2 separate regions of the Triticum aestivum genome follow, and region 1 is linked to region 2. Evidence: chromatin contacts called from public Hi-C data. All regions are on one chromosome and are shown on one strand. Each heading gives the region's core, a stretch centred on a gene start, on an enhancer-like site or on the middle of the called end of the contact. The rest is flanking DNA. Distances are from core to core; before and after follow the strand shown. Region 1 holds the start of LOC123043752 (stress-related protein). Region 2 holds the start of LOC123043750 (protein LURP-one-related 11).

Region 1 (6,857 bases), core at 1,385-3,884, 490 kb before region 2:
GAAGTTGTTTTTGTTTGTACAAAATGTGGCATCATCGTATTTCATTTTCAGGAAGAGGACCTTTACGAGATTGATATTCCCCTGAGTTTTGTATCCTCTGTTGGCACTAGGGTGCATGGGCTAGCCTGTTGGTTTGATGTGCTGTTCAACGGGAGGTCAGTATATTTTGATCTGTTAGTATTATTTTTCTGGGTGCTGTATTGCATTAATAGTTCTGTCTTCAATCCCTTTATTCATTTCCCTGGTATTAAAAATCTGATATATTTAATGTAGCACCGTGCAAAGATGGCTTACCACTGCTCCTGGCTCCCCTACGACTCACTGGTACCAGTTGCGATGTGTACTTGCACAGCCATTATATGTCATGGCTGGCCAAGAAATAACCGGCCGCCTGCATTTGGTGGCCCACAGTGCACAAAGCTACACAATATACTTGACAATGTCAGGTTGGACACCCTTTTATCTTTTTTTACCACTAGTACTCAATCTATTGCTCATGAATTTCTGAAGCTCATCATTCCTGTGGTCTTCTGATTCTTACCGGAAGCCAAAATGTGGGGTGTGGGTGCGGAGCCAGATGGCATCCTGCAGACATCCACTGCCAAGCTTGAACTGAAGGAGCCTTACTACAGGCTGTCTCAACCACAAGCTTATATGCCACAAGACCAACAGCAGCTACCATTGTCATCTTTGCAGGCGCAAGTAAGTTGTTCACAAATAGTTTTCAACAGTCATCTTCACATCTTGTACTGTGATCGTACATCTTTGTTTGTACTGTGATTGTACATCTTTGTTTATGACGGAACATCGGCAACACTAGAAATACCACCATATGGCTATTCCCTGCCAAGGCACATAAACCTGCACTTTGCATTTGTCTAGTTTTGCCTCTATGGATAATACCTTTGTTCGAGCCCCCGTGCTTTCACAATTGTTTTGTTTCCATGTAACAACCTTCAAAATCGCATTTATTTATTTACTCCATCTAACATGTGCACTGTACACAGGGATCTGGGCAGCAGATGCAAGATGGGCTCAGCCCTGGCATCACTGTAGAACAGGAGAGGGACTCCGCAGCCTTCACTCGATAGGTCTGAAACCTGTGCCGCATGCTTTGCTTCCTGCAACGAGAGCTCAGGTCTGTACAACGGTATGCTTCTGCTGGATGCAGCTACGCGTAGCTGCCAATGGCTAACATCACGTCCGGTTGATCATCATGTCCGAGTTGTGCAACGCTGCAGCTAAACGTGCTCGTCCCTGTCCCGCTATTTGATGTCAGAAAACAATAATAGTGATCGAACCTCAAAAGCTAGAAGGCATCTAACAGAGAAGAGGGTTGTATGTTCTTATGTATGATTCTACAAATTGATTGTTGCGCGTGGGAGTAGAATATTGATAGAATGATAGTCATCATTGTCGTCCGCTTGCTCAAACTTAACAAGTAAAAGGTGAGCCCAGTTTTCTCCGTTAATATTGCTAAGTGCCAACTGGTTCGGGTTAGCTTCTCACACTGCTGTGTTTATTATGCTGCACGGTGCTTGGTTCACCTTTTTTGGGTCTTAGTTTGAAGAAAAGTTTAATGCTAGATGGTGCATATGCTTCGCTTGTGGCGGGCCCAAGAGCCAAGATGAAGGGATCATTCCTTTGGCCCATGGATCTTGCCAACATCCCCCGCAAAAAATGATCTTTGCTAACATCAGTCAACTGCCCGGCACAATCTGGCAATGCCAGCAGCAGATAGGGGTTTGCTTTGGTGGTTAGTGTGGCATCACCTGCGGGAGCCAATTAATTTAGTAGGAGTACTATAAACCATCACGACATATCGATTGTTCCCTTTCTGGTCCGGGATCTACAGTGTGGCGAAGATCTTGTTCCAGCCCGAAGGCACTGCGTGAAGGTGGTGAAGACCCGACGCACCACACACGTGAGCAAGCGCGCGGTGGCGCAGTGTGATGATCACACAAGCGCATCAACGTGCCGGTGACGGAACTTCCTTCCTTCGTACGGTTCGGTCTATCGAGGCGTTTGATTTCCCGGGCACGATTGCTAAAAAACAAGACGATGCTGCTCAACCACCGTGACAAGAAGTGTTCGTACATAATAATTCATTCATGTGAAAATAGTGTCCCTGCAGATTTCGCAGCTTATTTTTCAGGCAAAAAGCATTCTCTCATAAACGAAAGCTGACGGTGGACGGCCCATATCATCGCACCAAAACGGCCAAAACCCAACAAACATACACACACTTCCATCCAGAAGGCAAAGGTTTTCCTAAAAAAAAAAAGAATTCCAGAAGGCAAAAGTCTACAATACACTACACTACTACATCACGGCACTACATCACCACCGTACCGTGACATCACGGCGCCAGACTCCGGTCACCAGAGCCGTCCATCTGCCCAAAGTCCAATTATCTCTCTCTCCTCTCGGCGCACGGACCGACGAGGAAAAGATATCGCCGCTAGCGACGTGCCCCTCCCGTCCCGGCCACGTGCCGCTCACGCCAGCCACGTCGTACCGGCTCCGCTCCCAGACCCGGGCCCTTCTTCTGGCGCCGTGTCGACGACGGCTCCGATCGAACGCCCTCCCCATCGGACGGCCCCGCCACATCCCTCGCGCGCCTACATAGGCCCCCCATCCCGGCCCTGCCATTTCGCTCCCCGTTTTAGCTGTAGCAGGAAGGAGGAAAATTCCGCCGAGCCGCATTCGCATTCCCCCACCAGCTAGCTTCCAGAAACCCCCCGTTCGTTCGTTCCTTCGATTCGCAGGCGGTTCGCGAGCGATGGCGGACGCCAGCCCGCAGGCGGTACGCGCAACGAAATCCCTCCCCTCCCATCCTCTCCCACCTTGCTTCTCGGCTCGATTCGGTGCGGAGTTTGCGCCGATTCGGTTCTGAATTTGGGCGTTTCGTGTTCGGTTGGTTGCTTGCAGGAGAGGCCGAGGCTGAGGCGCCTGGGGTTCGTGCACGTGGTGGCGGTGCAGGCGGCCGTGTGCATCGCGGCGCTCTACGCGCTCGCCAGGGACCACTCCGGCTCGCTTCGCCCCAGAGTCGACGCCGTCGAGTCCGCCGTCAGGCGCGTCGCCGGCCCCGTCGCCCGCCGCCTCCACGGCGTCCCCCTCCACGTCCTCGCCTTCGTCGACCACAAGGTACGGCCCCCCGCGCGGCTCGCGAGCCACCCCCCTTCCCCACCCTAGCTTAGGGTCCATCTCCATCAGAGGGTGCGGCTGCCCTCGTTTCGCGGCCCGTTACAGCGCGGCTGTACTGCTGCTGCCAAACTGCCATGCTCAGCACACGCCGCTGGATTTTCTAGCGGTGCACATAACCTCTGCAGTTTCCTTCCCGTTCCATCGAGAATTTTTCCCGTTCTGGTGCGTGGAGTGGGGCCTAGTTTGGTTTGGTGCGTAGGGCTGTGTGGTCGAGAATTTTTCCGTGCCGGTGCGTGGAATCTGCCCGTGTCTCGACCCCGACTAGATTCCTTTGATTCCGGCGCACTGGCGGAGACCCCGAGGTGGTGCCCCGGGGAATCACATGCCACGGTTGCATTTCATTTTGTTTTGTCACGGCAATCCAGAGACACTTGTCGTCAATTTCAAGCATGGTGGTTGGTACTCGAACAATGTTGCTCGTTGCTGCTAATAAGTGGTATGCATTGGGCAATGGCAGGTGGACGACGCGGTGCAGGAGCTGGGCCGGCACCTCCCGCCGGCGGTGAAGTCCGCGTCGGCGCAGGCGTGCCACGCGGTCCACGCCGTGCCGGAGCTGGCCAGGGAGATCGCCGACGGGGCGAGGCGGTCCGGCGTGAAGGGCGTGGCCAAGGACGTGTACGGCATGGTCCAGCCGGTGGCCAAGGGCCTCTACGTGCGCTGCGAGCCGGTGGCCAAAGACCTGTACGTGCGCTACGAGCCGGCGGCCGAGCACCTCGCCGTCTCCGCCTGGCGCTCGCTCAACGGGCTGCCGGTGTTCCCGCAGGTGGCGCAGGTCGTCGTGCCCACCGCCGCCTACTGGTGCGAGAAGTACAACAGGGTGATCTCGTTCGCGGCCGGGCGGGGGTTCCCCGGCGCACGGTTCCTCCCCGGCATCCCCATCGAGCGCATCGCCAAGGTGTTCGGGACGAGCCCGACAGGCGAGCGCTCGCCGGATGCCAAGCCGACGGGACTTGATGCCCAGACTTCCGAGGAGCGCTCGCCGGATGCCAAGCCGACGGGACTTGATGCCCAGACTTCCGAGGAGCGCTCGTCCGATGCCAAGCCGACGGGACATGATGCCCAGACCTCCGAGGAGCGCTCGGCCGATGCCAAGCCTATGGGACTTGATGCCAAGACCGAGGAGGAGAGCTCGCCTGATGCCAAGCCCGTGGAATCTGATGCCCAGACCGCCGGGGAGAGCCAGCCGGAGGCGGCCAAGACTATGGATCTTGGGGCCCAGGCCTAGGGTGTGACGCCGTGCCTCTACCCTGCCCTGATGGACGAGGTCTGTCGCCCTTGGCCGGAACTGAATAAGATAATGTGGATCCAGGGCTAAGAAGATACTGGTATCCTGGGTTTAGCGTCTCATCTTAGATACGTGCTCACGGGTGATGATAATGATAATGATGTTGTACTAGCTATGCTTTACGTGGTGCGCGTCTGTCTCTAATGTTCTCCGTGCTTTTGTACAAAAGCTGCTTGATGTCGCCTTCGTCGACTTTGATCCAATGCAATTGGGTTCGTCCTTTTATGGGTTCGCTCGTCTCTGTGGACTGTGGCCACTAGTTAAGCACTGTTTTGGTTTTGGTGCGTCGTTTTCCATTTCTTCCCTTCATTTATGCTCCGGGGTCTGTGGGCGGGTGGCGTCGAAAGCGCTTGTCGTCGTCGACAGGTTCCCGGCGAAACCATCCGCGATCTGCGATCATGTCCTCGTGCTCGCTGCCGTCCACTTCAATCCGCTCGCCTCGTCTGGCCGCCGAGCTGCTGCGTCGTTTTCCTGCGACGGACGGACGGATGATTTCGAGTTGAAGTTGCGCACCATCCGTCCTGCGCTGCTCCCCTCTTCCGGCGCACTCGCACCGTCGCACGGTACCAGGCCCCGAACCCGATCGAAGTTACCAAACCGTCTCTGCATTACTCCCACGCACGCGACCTGTTATGCTCCGCATGGCGCACCATGTCCACCGGCGCATGCCACTTGCCCAGTTGCGCTGCCCGTTTGGCCGGGAGCCTCTTGCTTCGGCGAGAGCCCATATGAGGCGGGCTTCACAGATCGCAGCCTCCACGCGACCACGTTTCCGATGCTGGACGCGTGCGCCGGCGGACGGAACGGCCCTGCCGCTCTCTCCTCCGGTCTCCCTGGCTTCCACGGCAGAGCAACAGGACACGCACGCTAGCGGCAATTATCTCCTCTCCGCGACCGATCACCGATGTATACGGCGTGCGTCATGGATTTCATCGTACGTGGGCGGGGTCGGGCTCTCCTGCTGGGTTCCCTGCACCTACTATCCTGCAGGGCCAATCAACAGCTGACAGGTGTCCTGGTGGACCCGGCAACTAACTAAACAACCTTTTCTTCTCATTAGCTCCTGAATATATTTCCCTTGCCTTATCCCATGCTCCGTCCGAGAGATTCTGATGCGGTGAGGTCCGTCGCCTCGGACCATGGCCGGCGGCAAGATGGAGCTGTCGCGGCTAGCGCCAGCCACCTCCGGTGGGCTGCACCGCCTGGGGCTGCGGCCTTAGCCGGCGACCGGCGCCATGACGGGAGCCTTCGTGGGTCGCGGCTACAGCCATCCGTCTCCGACGCGCCCAAGCCTAGGCAAGGCAGCTGCTTTCATGGGCCATCATTCTCTGCTAGGGCCGACAAGCTCTCTGGGAGAGAAGGTGGATGGAAGTGCAGGGCGTGTGATCAGTCGGCTGTGGCTGGTGGTCAAGATGCCACGGAAGGTCGTGCGGTCAAACTTGAAGATGCAGGCTTGAGACAAACCCACAGGCAAAGCAACAAACAGGAGGACATGCATCGCCGCACGTACCGCTGCGTACAGGGCCGGTGGGCCGGCGTCAACGTTTCGGTCTGCCGAGGTACACCCCGAGAGGGTGATGATGATGATGAGTGGCAGCCTAGGACAAAACACCGGGCGACGGCGGCCGTGGCTGTTGCACCGACAGGGGCGAAGCCCTTGATTGTGAAATCGTCCCGACGCGGCCTGCCAATCGTCCAGGATACTACTCCCTCCGCAGTTTCTTACAAGTCACATATGACTTGGTTTGGCACAAACATCATCATGTAATATCACGTGCAAAAAGCTTTGCCTCATAGCAGTAGGTCTTTCAGTTACTGCCACAACACAAATTTTAGCTGGCACTAGCAGTCTTCTTGGAGTACTACTGATCATATGCTTGCAAAATTGTTTAGTTAACTGTGCACAATACTCCAAACTCTAAACTAGCAAAACTAGTGCAAATATTCCAACCAGAAAATGAACAGATTTTACTCACATTCACTAAAATTCACAAGTTGACAGCACACTTTACAAGGGTACTCCTCTCTTGTGCTGTGGCATCTCAGTACATCTCAGTTTATTGAGTGAAATTCAGTGGTACATCTCACATTCAGTGAAGTGGTTCAGAAACTAAAATTCAGTAGCACATCTCACATTTAGTAAATTCAGTAAACATGGAGTAGAAAAAAGAGGTTCAGACCAAGGATGTAGGACTTGGTGATGATCTGCAACAGTGGAGAAAACTTGTAGCTGCCGTCGCTGCTGCCTGATACGTCATATCTATAATTTTTTATTGTTTCATGCTAATATTCTACAACTTTTACATATTTTTGGCAATATTTTATATTATTTTTGGGACTAACATATTGATCCAGTGCCCAGTGT
Region 2 (6,437 bases), core at 2,901-5,400:
AATTTAAACTGCAAGAACATGTAATTTCTACTCCCTCTGTATCAAAATACTTGTAGTTGGGGAATACTAGTACAAGTTCCCCCAATGACAAGTATTATGGTACAGAGGGAGTAGTTAATATCATGCAATCCCAAAATTAATTGAAAAAAGCAACAAGAATCACTTCAAACTGAATGTAGCAGCTTGAATACTGCCGTTATCATATTGCTCTCCTTATTAATTAGTACTCCCTCCGTCCCATAATGTAAGACATTTTTTGAAAAAAACATCTTACATTATGGGACGGAGGGAGTAGTATTTCTTAACTTACCCAGTGTGTAATATTGATCTGATTTTTCATTTTGCACCAGCCATGTAAAGGAATATTGCTTTTTGGTCCACCTGGTACGGGGAAGACCATGCTTGCTAAAGCTGTTGCAACAGAGGCTGGTGCTAACTTCATCAACATATCAATGTCAAGCATTGGCTCGAAGGTTTTCCCATAACAGATATTTATCTAGATTCCTCTCCTCTGTTAGTTCTACATTTTCTTACCTGTAATTGTAACAGTGGTTTGGCGAGGGGGAAAAATATGTGAAAGCTGTGTTTTCACTTGCAAGCAAAATTGCTCCCAGTGTCATTTTTGTGGATGAGGTCAGTCAAAAAATTTCATCATCATTGATGATATGATTATGGTTCAACAGGCTGCACAATAATAGTGTCTTAATTAAGAGAACTTGCTGTGTTCCCTGATTTGCAGGTTGACGGCATGCTGGGTAGACGTGAAAACCCAGGGGAACATGAAGCCATGCGTAAGATGAAAAATGAATTTATGGTGAACTGGGATGGTCTGAGAACAAAAGACAAAGAACGTGTATTAGTACTTGCTGCCACTAATAGGCCGTTTGATCTTGATGAGGCTGTTATTAGGAGGCTCCCAAGGAGGTATGGGTATACATATTTTAACAAATAAATGCAAATTGTGACTCTGGCATTGCCAACCAGTCAATAATTCTTCTGAAACTTTTGTTTAGGTTGATGGTGAATTTACCAGACGCAACCAATAGGAAAATAATTATTAGTGTAATACTAGCCAAAGAAGATTTGGCAGAAGATGTAGATCTGGAAGCAGTGGCCAGCTTGACTGAGGGGTATTCAGGCAGTGATCTGAAGGTATTTAGTTTTATGTTAACATTATTTTGTTTCTTATTTGATTTCCTTTTTAAACAGGTAATTTCCATATTCTGTCTGCTGACAATTTTAATTTTCCCCAGAATCTGTGTATTACTGCTGCACATCGTCCCATAAGGGAACTCCTTGAAAAAGAGAAGAAGGTTAGTTTTTAATTCTTAATTTCTTGAACTACTTTCCTATGCGTTGTCAGTTCTACTGATTAATAATCTCTGATCCTTCTGATTTCTCTCAATGGTTCTGATGTTATCGATGCTTTTAGAATCTCTGGTTAACCAAATCATTAATAATTTGAGTTGACTTATTTAGGATTATCCTTGTTGAGGCTACATCAGACCTCTAATCTATCATCTTGTGTCTACTTGCAGGAGAGATCCTTAGCAGAAGCAGAAAACAAATCATTGCCTCCTAAGTATTCTAGCAGTGATGTCCGTCCCCTAAATATGAGTGATCTCAAACAGGCACACGAGCAGGTAAATATTACTGCTGTTTTTCTTCTGGAAAAGAAGAGAAAAATAAACTTAATGCAAATCAGACTCAACTACACTAGTAGATTTGATGCCCCTCACCACCTGCAGAACTTAATCCATCAAATATATAACAAATGCTGATGACAGCTCTTGCGGGCTTAGTTCCAAGATTGGAGAGTGTAATGCTAGTATTGATATGTTCTGGGTTGTAGCGCAATTTGTTTCTAGGATACAAGTAGATTTGATGCCCCTTGCCGCCTGTGAAACTTAATCCATCAAATATATAACAAATGCTGATGACGGCTCTTGCGGGTTTAGTTCCAAGATTGGAGAGTGTAATGCCAGTATTGATATGTTCTGGGTTGTTATGGTTTTAAATAGCCCGCTATAGCTCCGCTATAGCACGCTATAGCGTTTAGAAGAGGTCCTGTGCTAAGGGTCTTTTGTCCAAACACATAAGCATACATTTTAAATAGCTCGCTATAGCATTTAGAAGAGGTCCGCCGCTAAGAGGCTTAGCGTGCTATTTAAAACTTAATGTAGCGTCAATTTGTTTCTAGGATATAGTCTCTCCGTCCCAAAATAAGTGTCTTAAGTTTAGTACTTGCTTTGAGACGAGGGAGTACTAGAATAAATTAAGGTTACCCGCATTGTCATTTTATGTTTTCTCATCTCCAAGTTGTTGATAAAAGTGTGATCCTAACGTAACTTGCCTTGTGTGTAGGTATGTGCAAGTATATCATCTGATTCGACAAATATGAACGAGCTTGTTCAGTGGAACGAGCTTTACGGCGAAGGCGGATCTAGAAAGAAGACGCCTCTAAGCTACTTCATGTAGCTTATGTGTAGCCTGTACATAGAGCAGAAGCATTAGAGTGAAGCGACTGAGAAGATAGATAATGAATAGCTCTGTTGGTTCTTCATTTATAGGCAATTTTTTTGAGTCAATTGTTTTGTAATGTCAGTTGGGAGTTTCGACAGATAGCGTAGGACCTGGTTGGTCCACCATTCTCCTTGCAAACCTGTATGTAGACTGAGCATCAGAATACAGTTCAGGGTGCTTAGACCAGTGTGAATCCATTTAGGTCTTGTATACAGATACAGTGCAGGGTGCTTAGAAGAGGTGCTTATAGTAAAATAAACTGAGTTTTTCTCAAGCATTAGTGCTTGTCTCTGTAGAAGGGGTGTCTAATTAAGCATCTACTCTTTACAAATAAACACCTTGTATTACAAGGCCTTAATCAAGACATGGATGCGGTATGTTCCTTAGTGGTTTCTACCTTTAGGTCAACTGTCCAGCGACCTGACCGAAACGGAATCACATGCCCTGGTGGAGAGTTAGAATCTACAACGGGGAAGGCGAAACAACACTTGCAATTTGATTGTTTTCGAAAAAAGACTAGTTACACGGAGTTCACATACGACGATTGAAGTCAGCGGGTGGGAATAAACAACTTGCACTGATCGAACCAGGGGAACAAAGTGTGTTTTGTTATACCCATCTTAGGCGACGCTGAACGTTTTTGGCAGTACAAACCCAAATGATCGCATATACGCGAATCTTGAGATTAACGGAGTCATCACAAGTTTGATGGAGATGTCGTGCCGCACTACATGGAATCAAAATCACTTGTAGATCAGTCATCTGTGTCACACTACGATGTCGTTCTACTCGTAGTTACACGGTAATTCACACGAAGAAAGACTATAAAAGTCTCTATTCTGTTCTGGTTTTGCTTCACATGGTGCGATTCATGAGCCCGTAGACGAGCACGAGCCCCATGATGAGCGAGTCGTCGACGCCGGGCTCCACCACCAGGGCGAGCACGTCCTCCCCGAGAGCCACCCCGCCCGCCGTCACCTTCCTCTTCACCTCCGCCACCACCAGCCCCGTGCCGGCGTCCACGATCCTGCAGCACGCCCGCTTCCCGGCGCGCGCCCCGCCGTCGTCGTCGATCCTGTACCGCATGGCGCAGCCGGCGTCGCTCTCGAACTCGCACGGCGACGACGACGGGCGGCCGCCGCTCCGGTGGAAGATGCCGCTGCGCGGCCGCGCCACCTTGAACCACGCGCTCGCCTCTTGCTTCCGGCCGGTCCACTTGTACCCTTCCCACTTGCCAAACGCGAGCTTCTGCATGAACCCACAATCATAAGTAAACTTGCCAGAAAACGCGATCGAGCTTCTTGGCTATAGAAAAGAAGTACGCTGTACACACCTTCTTGTGTATGTTGACGACGACGTTGCCGCGGAGGTCCATGAGGCAGACGTTGTCGCTGCACTTGGAGCCGTAGTTGTCGACGCGGTAGACGATGTGGCCGTCGGAGTCGTACACGGTGCACCCCCGCCCGTTGAGCACCAGCGACTTGAGCCACAGCGTGAACACCTTCCCGCTTCTCTCGCCCGCGCACGCCGCCGCCGCCGGCGACGAAGAAGAAGGAAACGACGGCGAAGAGTGTACCCTCGCCATCTCTGCGCGTACTAATTAAGTTTTTCTGTCTGCGCGCTAATGTGTCTCTCTATGTGATCTGGTTAAGTAAGCTAGGGCTCGATATATACACAGAGGAGGAAGAGAGCAAAAGCGCAAAAGGGCTGGTGACGTGGTTGCTGGCTCGCTTAAACTATATGGATCGAGAGAGGACAAATTGGGATGATGCTCTTTTTGGAGTATTAGTTAGTTAATCAGATGATATTTAAAAACCCCTTGAAACACATTTATGCCATGCATGCTTATCGAGCTGTGGCGGCAATTTTAATTAGGCAAATAGTCAATCCGCGTCCAAGTTCCAGTGCTTCCTGCGTGCGGTTTTCTACCCTAATTTTCATCTCGCCAACGAGCACTGAAACCAACGGCAGGCCAACCATTTCAGCGCAAGACAAAGCCATCTCAAAATAGCCGTGCCTAATTAGTACTAATAACCTCAAACTAGAAGCATGACAGCGACATTTACAACGGCCCTTGGTACTTCATAGGATCGGGCTCAAAGTAGTAGCAAGAAAAGTGCATGCGTCGAGATGCTAGCCAGTCGCCTTTTGCATGGTTTGGAACTGCAGTTGCTGACGGGACGAAGCAACAGCAATACTCTAGTTAGTAGGCAATAATGCGGATTAGAAGTGCTTAAATAAGGCAAGTAGATCAGTACGAGATGTCTAGTCAGCCGTAGCAGGCGGGAGGCAGCACTCACGCCCGTCGTCACCAAAGCGGGAAAGGAAAAAGCGCCACACAAGGTTCCAAAAAGGAACTGATTTTTCCATCCAGCTGATGCTAATCGGCTATTGGCAGCTGATGCGCGCGTACTTAAATAAATATGTTAGTCTGCATAGTAGTAGGTCGGGGTCGACGATGATGCGAGCCGGTTCAGTCCGAGGCTGCAGATAAGCACTCGGGGTCTTGAGCAGAGAGCAGAAGGACACACATGCTTCTATTGTTAAGTACCGACCGTGTAAGGATATCTCCATTGTTTTTAGGCAGGAGATTTTGGGCAGTATAGATGATTGCTGTTGCTATTTTTAGGCCGTCTGAGAAATGCCCATTTCCAATGATTTCTGAAAAGTACAATTATTCAATTTTCGGTGGATAAATAATAATATAAAGTACTAGCCTACGCGCAGAAGTTGGAGATGCCCGTGGTAATAATGCAAGACAACTCGAAACAGGACCAGCGGTTGTTGCTTGCTGCATGCTGGGCTTAAGCAATTTTTAAATTTTGGATCGGCGAAATTCGTCTAGTTAAGCTGGTGATCCCTGATCCGGATCCTGATACAGTGGTCCTGACCCTGATACAGTGGTCCTGATCCTGTTGATTAACTGGCAGTTTAGCACCTTGTTATTGACACAAATAGCTTCCGACAAGGTGTGCAGATGGTTGCCTTGTCAAAATTGAGGTGCCTAGCTATATATATTCAGTGAGTGGTTCTGGCAGGGACTCCATTGGTTGCTGGGACGCTAGCCATGTTCATGCGATCACGCTCAGCTAGTTTGAGTCATGGAGCAGATCATAAGGCGGCTTGAGCTGAGTTAGTCTATTCTGAGTTCTCGTCGACCAAAAACATGTGCTCACCCTCGCTGCCCTAACATGTCGTCATTGGGTTTGAGATGAATTGATTGACTGAATCTCATGTCCAAGTTCAAATTTGATAGGCATTGCTTTTTTTTTCTTTTCTTTTCTAGAATCCTTGCCGCTGTGACATGGTATGCCAGTTGCAGACTTGTCGTCCTAACTCATGTCGTTTCTTTAGATTTGGGAATGCGATGATTATGTCAAAAGGCTTCAGCTGAAAAAGCTCGAACCCAAAGCAGACAAATGCGTCTTCATAGGATACCCAAGAGAGACGGTTGGGCATACCTTCTATCTCAGATCCGAAGGCAAAGTGTTTGTCGCTAAGAATGAGTCCTTTCTCGACAAAGAGTTTCTCTCGAAAGAATTGAGTGGGACGAAGATAAAACTTGATGAGATTGTTGAACTTTTACTTCAACTAGAGAGTAGCACAACACAGAAAGGTGTTTCTGTGACACCTGCGTCAGTTGAAGATGAAGCTAATGATCATGATCATGAATCTTCGAATCAAGTTACTATCGAACCTCGTAGGTCGACAAGGGTATGTACAACTCCTGAGTGGTACGGTAACCCTATCTTAGAGGTCATGTTGTTGGACAACGATGAACCTACAAGCTATGGAGAAGCGATGGTGGGCCCGGATTTCGACAATTGGTTAGAGGCCATGAAATACGAGATGGGATCCATGTATGAAAACAAATTATGGACTTTGAAAGTATTACCTGAAGGGCGAAAGGTCAT

Evidence for each region. Hi-C and Micro-C count contacts between places; a contact is called where the count stands out from the background.
Region 1: a contact with region 2 is called in a Hi-C map of leaf, with 2.9 times the contacts expected there. The contact joins the promoter of LOC123043752 here to the promoter of LOC123043750 in region 2. A contact is called at or near these places in 2 of 5 Hi-C or Micro-C datasets (leaf and an unstated tissue).

The regions. Positions count from the first base shown.
Region 1 is chr2B:107,341,870-107,348,726 of IWGSC CS RefSeq v2.1, reverse strand. It overlaps LOC123043752 (stress-related protein), which reads left to right and starts at 2,634. Exons shown (of 3, transcript XM_044466311.1): 1 at 2,634-2,806; 2 at 2,932-3,147; 3 at 3,665-4,717. The coding sequence starts at 2,783. The coding sequence ends at 4,432. It overlaps LOC123043753 (probable histone-arginine methyltransferase CARM1), which reads left to right. Exons shown (of 15, transcript XM_044466312.1): 12 at 52-155; 13 at 274-446; 14 at 548-702; 15 at 1,008-1,471. The coding sequence ends at 1,091.
Region 2 is chr2B:106,853,427-106,859,863 of IWGSC CS RefSeq v2.1, reverse strand. It overlaps LOC123043750 (protein LURP-one-related 11), which reads right to left and starts at 4,150. Exons shown (of 2, transcript XM_044466310.1): 1 at 3,857-4,150; 2 at 2,936-3,771. The coding sequence starts at 4,108. The coding sequence ends at 3,379. It overlaps LOC123043749, which reads left to right. Exons shown (of 28, transcript XM_044466309.1): 22 at 351-473; 23 at 550-633; 24 at 740-924; 25 at 1,014-1,152; 26 at 1,254-1,313; 27 at 1,539-1,643; 28 at 2,365-2,800. The coding sequence ends at 2,478.